Linked DNA regions of Ovis aries: region 1 is linked to region 2. A link is a contact called in public Hi-C data. All regions are on one chromosome and are shown on one strand. Each heading gives the region's core, a stretch centred on a gene start, on an enhancer-like site or on the middle of the called end of the contact. The rest is flanking DNA. Distances are from core to core; before and after follow the strand shown.

Region 1 (2,700 bases), core at 151-2,650, 450 kb after region 2:
TAAAAAATAAAATTATGGACATTCTAATTTACCATTCGAATAGAGATATACAAAATTAATCTAAATTCCTTCAAATATTGAAGTTATTAGGAGAAAGTTTATAATTTACAAAAGTTTCTAATCAGCAGCCATTGTCTCAGCTCTTACATATGCTAAAGTTTTGAGTTTTAATATAATTCATCTTAAATTATCTTAATACGCAATGGCTAGTATTTTTTTTTTAAATCACAACTGTCTTTGGATCTTCTAAAAGTGATTTGCAGTATTTTCACTATATTCTTATAAAAACTTGGTAATAACCTGGATATTATTATTTTAACATGTCTAGTTGCATTGTAATCCTGCAAAAGATGTTTCAATGACCTAATATTTACACATATCTAAGATGGCCACTGTGTTAAAATAAACTGTCAAGCATGGCTAGTATTTTTTTTAATACTTTTGTAAATTATAAACTTTCTCCTAATAACTTCAATATATGAAGGCATTTCGATTAATTTTGTATATCTCTATTTGAATGCTAAGTTAGAATGTCTATAATCTTATTTTTTAATAAGCTCCTTTCCCAAGCATCTTAATCTGGAAATGAGGTTAAGAAGTATATTAAGTATATTTTAGATAATTTGCATTCCTTTAAAGTCAGGAAATTAAAGTTATAGAAAATCCTGGTTTTTGCATACTTAAAATATTAAAGTAATGTAACACACTTCCTCTTTACTTTTTCAGTATTTTTTCAACTACTATTCCATTCTATCCGTATTGTCCGCACAGACCAGGAATTTAGTAAAGATCTTTGCACCAGGGACTGAATAGTTCAGTGCCCTGTGGACAAGGGGAGGCAAACACTCTCAGTCAGTAAGGAAAACAGACATATTTATAACTTTTCGAGGGCAAGTGAGCAAACAGTAACGGAAGAACGGGGATAACTGTAAACTCTCCCTTCTGCCCAGGGATCCTGCGTCTCCCAAGGCCGGTCCTGAGTCCTCCTCATCCCTCTCCCGAGGCTGCGGGGTCCCCAGCACCGCATCTCCCTCCACGACGATACATCTGTGCTGCTGCTGCTGCCGCTAAGTCGCTTCGGTCGTGTCCGACTCTGTGCGACCCCATAGACGGCGGCCCACCAGGCTGCCTCGTCCCTGGGATCCTCCAGGCAAGAACACTGGAGTGGGTGGCCATCCCCCACAAACCACCCTGCCCCTGACAGACATCTCGGCAGCACGACCTCCGTCCCAGCTTCCGCACCGGCGCCCGCTGCACAACCAGCCCCTTCACATGATCACCTCCTCAGACGCGCGGCGTAGCCGGAAGCGCTTTGCCGCCTCGGACGCGACGACGCCAGGCAACTGCCCCAGAGCCACCGCAGCGGGCCCTCCGTCTTCCTAAGGGAAAAATCCGCTCCTTGCCAAGGACGCCGGAGAGGTGCGCATGCGCCCGTGCAGAGGCCAGGAAGGTTCTGGCTCCACCTGCCGGCCACTAAGGGCCGAGCAGGACGCTCGGGGTCAATAGTCGGAGGACATGCGCCCCCTCCTGGCCGGGATGCAAAGCCATTCAATGTACTAGTGCCTCAGCCTCTGCTGATGAAGCTGCTGCCCTGCTCCAGCCATGCCTGCTTTCCTGCCTGGGACATGCCTCATTCTTTGGAGCCACCGCCTGAAGAATAAGAGAGTCATCAGTGTTTTAAGCCACTGGAAAGTAAAACCTATTCTCTCCCTAGAAAAGAGATGCCCATTTCTACCATCACATTCTTTGCTGGATCGTCAACCTATTAAGATACATAGTACTGCAACTCTGATTGGAATAAAATCCTCCGTGATTAACTACGATGCAGTCTTGATCATGATCACAAATAACTGAAGCAGAAGATAAAAGTGGAAAACTCTGGACTTGTCTCAATTTGGAAACTGAGAGCCAGAGGTGACTCTAATAAAGCGATAACTATCTGAAGCTCTGGGAAACAGTTGTCATGCCTTGGAGCTTGCTAGGAAGGGGCTCAAACTGTGTTTTTCTCTCATTTAACAATTTCTCTCAAAATGCAAAGAAATAAGGAAGAACATTGTGCTCATGACCCTCTATTCAATTGTATTATTACGTATAAGAAAGTAATTTGCATTCATACCAGCTATAAAATATCTGGAAACAACATAATAATCATAGATTTTAAATATGATACATCTTGAGAATTCCCTGGCTGTCCAGTGGTTAGGATTTGACTCTTTCACTGTCGAGGGGCCAAGTTCAATCCCTGGTCAGGGAACTAAGATGCTGCCAGCCAAAAAATATGTGTTCATATATAACACATCTTGAATATCCAAAAACTGGATGGAAAGTGACCAACCCTCTAGGGAGCCCCCAGCTTCCTCCTTGGGGGTCTTTTCCTCCACTTGTTTCAACTCCCACAGCAAACCCTGCTCTCAAGATAGGAACTGGGGAGCCCACTCAGACTGGATCCGGGAGCTGTGATGGTCTGCTATGGAAAATAGACATTGACCTGCTTCCCTCCTGCTGTGGATGGGTTACCTTATGCCAGGAGGAGGGCTGAGGCCACACACAGCCCAAGCTGATGACTCGCCTGAGAGACCCAGAGCAAGGGGACTAGCACAGTGTACCTATATGAAGCCCGGGACTGCCCTATCTGGGTTATGTGTCCACTCATCAGGCCATCACTGTTGCTGCCCCGGACCGTGTACCTATTGTCATAGC
Region 2 (2,700 bases), core at 111-2,610:
GGGTTCTAAGATGTAATGCTTTACAAATGTAACTTGTCTGTCTTATCAACATCCTTATCTCTCAAAGCTTATTGCCCATTCCTTCTATCCTAACAAGTCCCCCACCTACCCACCCACAAGGAAAGTCAAGAGCAGGTCCAACCTGAAACAGAGAGGAGGGGTCATCTCTCCCATCTGAATCTCAAAGTGACTTCCTGAACCTCTTTAGAAACAGAAGAACCATGAAAGCAGAGTGGAAAGCAGAAACAGTTTTCTAGTTTTTTCCATTTAACTTATCAAAAGCCAAGCCTGGCTGACTTGGTCACAGTGTTTTAAGTCCAGGTGGTCTGAGCAGAGCAAGCAGGAAGGAAGGGTATTATGAAAGCCCCCTGCCCTTCCCTGGGGAAGGCGGGAAAGATGAGGAGACAGAAATAGAGGAGGGTTCTCCCTGCAGCATCAGGCCCAACTCTCCCATTTTCATCTCCTTTCCCACGATCTGCCTCCTCCAAGAGTGATGGACTGTGGGACTGGTTCCTACCTGGGGGACCCCTTGCATCACCCTTAGGGATGTGTGAGCATACATGCGCTCTTCTCTCTCTCTCTCTCTCTCTCTCACACACACACACACAATCTTTCCACAGGAACAAATAATAGTTTATAGGCAGAACTGAAAAAATCCTTACAGAGAATGGACCAACCTCCCCCGACCCCTCCCCTCCTCCAGCAAGAAAGCTGAAAGACATGGTTCAACACACCCAAAATTTCCCTCCCATGGCTTTGGTTTTCATCTCTTAGGTGTTGACCCCCCAATCTATACTTCCAGTGAAGACCTCTCTCCTGAGCTCTGGCTACATATATGTCAGCTGCCTCCACGCTAGCACCTCAAAGTTCGGCAGCTAAAACCTGCTCCCTCCATCCAGTGTTCAAGACAGAAACTGGGTGTCAGATGTCACGCCTCCACCAGGCACCAAGTATTTTACCTCCCAAAAGTCTCTCCAGTCCACTCAGGTCTCTCCATCGCTACTACCTTCACGGTCCAGGCCACTGCCCCGTGGCCTGGAGGCTTGGCGCTTCTAATCAGTCTCTTTCCTCCACCATGCTCCACCAACCACCTATCCGTTCTGCAGGCAGCGGCCCGACAGATCTTTAGAAATCATACAGCTCACTATGCCGCTCCATGCTTACATCTTTCAGTGGCTCCCCATTCCCTTAGGCAGTGGGGCAAACTCACCATCGTGACTTACAAGGCTGTGCCCCTGACAACCTCACAAAGTCTTCCTGCAGCCTTGATGTTTCATTTCCCCTCTGTTACATCCAGCCCTTTGTTCATTCAGTTTCTCTTACATAATGTCTCTTACACAACAAACTGGTGATAAATATTTTCTGACTGGCTCGCTGAAGGAATGCTAAACAGAGTACTTAGCTTTTCAACATTGGTATTGCTTCACAGTCTTTCCTCTGGCAAGAGACGTATCCTTGTTGTGCAGTGGTTCCTCAATAGGAAGATTTTCTCCAAAGGCAAATCTAGTCACTAGGCCTTTCACACTTTAGGAGATTAGCTTTTGAAACAAAATGGGGTCCAAGTTTTGCAAGGTGAATTGTAAATTTTAAGAGATCCTATCTTCCCACTCACTGTCTCAGCATCGCCACAAACAGGCTGTGAGCTCCAGCCCAGGTAATCAGGTGCACCGGTGTGATAAGCTGAGACCCTGCCACAAATTCCCCTTCCTCCCCCTACCCACAGTGACTGTGACCTAGTGATATTCAAATGCACCAATGAAATCCCCTCACACTGTTTGCTTGTGTACCCCATGCTGACCCCCCAGTGAAGACCCTTGTCCATGAGTCTTCACCCTCTCCTGGCTCCCCGGCTAAGTGGCTGACCCACTCCCTGGGGCCCCTCTCAACCTGTAGGGACTCTGTCTTGGTGAGTGTAATCCCTACAACTCTTCTGGGTCCCCTCTTGAGGCCACACCTGACCAACTATCCCATCGAAGAACACAGCACACCACAGCAGCACGATACAAGGGACACCATTCCCACCTAACAAGTATGCAAACTGAGTCTCTGCGAGGTTTGGCACTGCGGTATGTTGGCTCCAGTTCACCATCTTTCTATTGATAGCCTTTGCAACGTGACTGCTGCTCTTCTCAACAGGAAGCAGGGCTTTCACTATCTCTCTCGGAATTCCCACCATGATATGAAACTAACCCCGGCTAAACTTAATGGAGGAGGCATGTGAAGGAGTGTGAAGTGTGTGAAGCATGACCCAATTGCCCCCGCTGAGGTCATCATCCGTGAGTCAGCGTACAGTTGGCCACAGTCACGTTAGTGAGCCCAGCTGAGACTGGTCAAGCCTGGCCCACATCAGAAGACTAACCCATAAATCCGTAAGTAATCACAGATGGTTGTGGTTGAAAGCCACTAGGTTTAGGGGTGGTTTGTTATATAGCAATAATGGCCTAAGAGAACTACATGCAGCTAATAAGAAGTAGAGGGGGATTCACACAGCAGGAGAGTTGCTGCCTGCACGTCTGCCAAGTGGGTTCTCTGATTAGCTCTCCGGCTGAGCTAAGCTGAGGAAACCCCTTTGGAACCACAGTGACCACAGAACTTGGCCGCAGCATGTGGCATGCTGGTGCTGTGGCTGACTGGTGGCTAGTTGTGGGGCTGAAGAGGAACTGGGTAAAATTAGCAGGACAGCATTCTCAACCGTTGGAG

Evidence for each region. Hi-C and Micro-C count contacts between places; a contact is called where the count stands out from the background.
Region 1: a Hi-C map of tail adipose tissue shows a contact between it and region 2, with 4 times the contacts expected there. The contact joins the promoter of C2H2orf76 here to the enhancer-like site in region 2. A contact is called at or near these places in 4 of 16 Hi-C or Micro-C datasets (blood, hypothalamus, mesenteric adipose tissue and 1 more).

The regions. Positions count from the first base shown.
Region 1 is chr2:184,767,044-184,769,743 of ARS-UI_Ramb_v3.0, forward strand. It overlaps C2H2orf76 (chromosome 2 C2orf76 homolog), which reads right to left and starts at 1,401. Exons shown (of 8, transcript XM_060411179.1): 1 at 1,281-1,401.
Region 2 is chr2:184,316,866-184,319,565 of ARS-UI_Ramb_v3.0, forward strand. No RefSeq gene overlaps it. Among named protein-coding and RNA genes, the nearest start is that of MARCO, 40 kb to the left of the region's middle. Within about 2 kb of position 1,361, at least 6 of the 54 cell types and tissues checked have an H3K27ac peak or open chromatin away from gene starts, as enhancers often do. A contact at or near this core is called in tail adipose tissue, where this site is marked.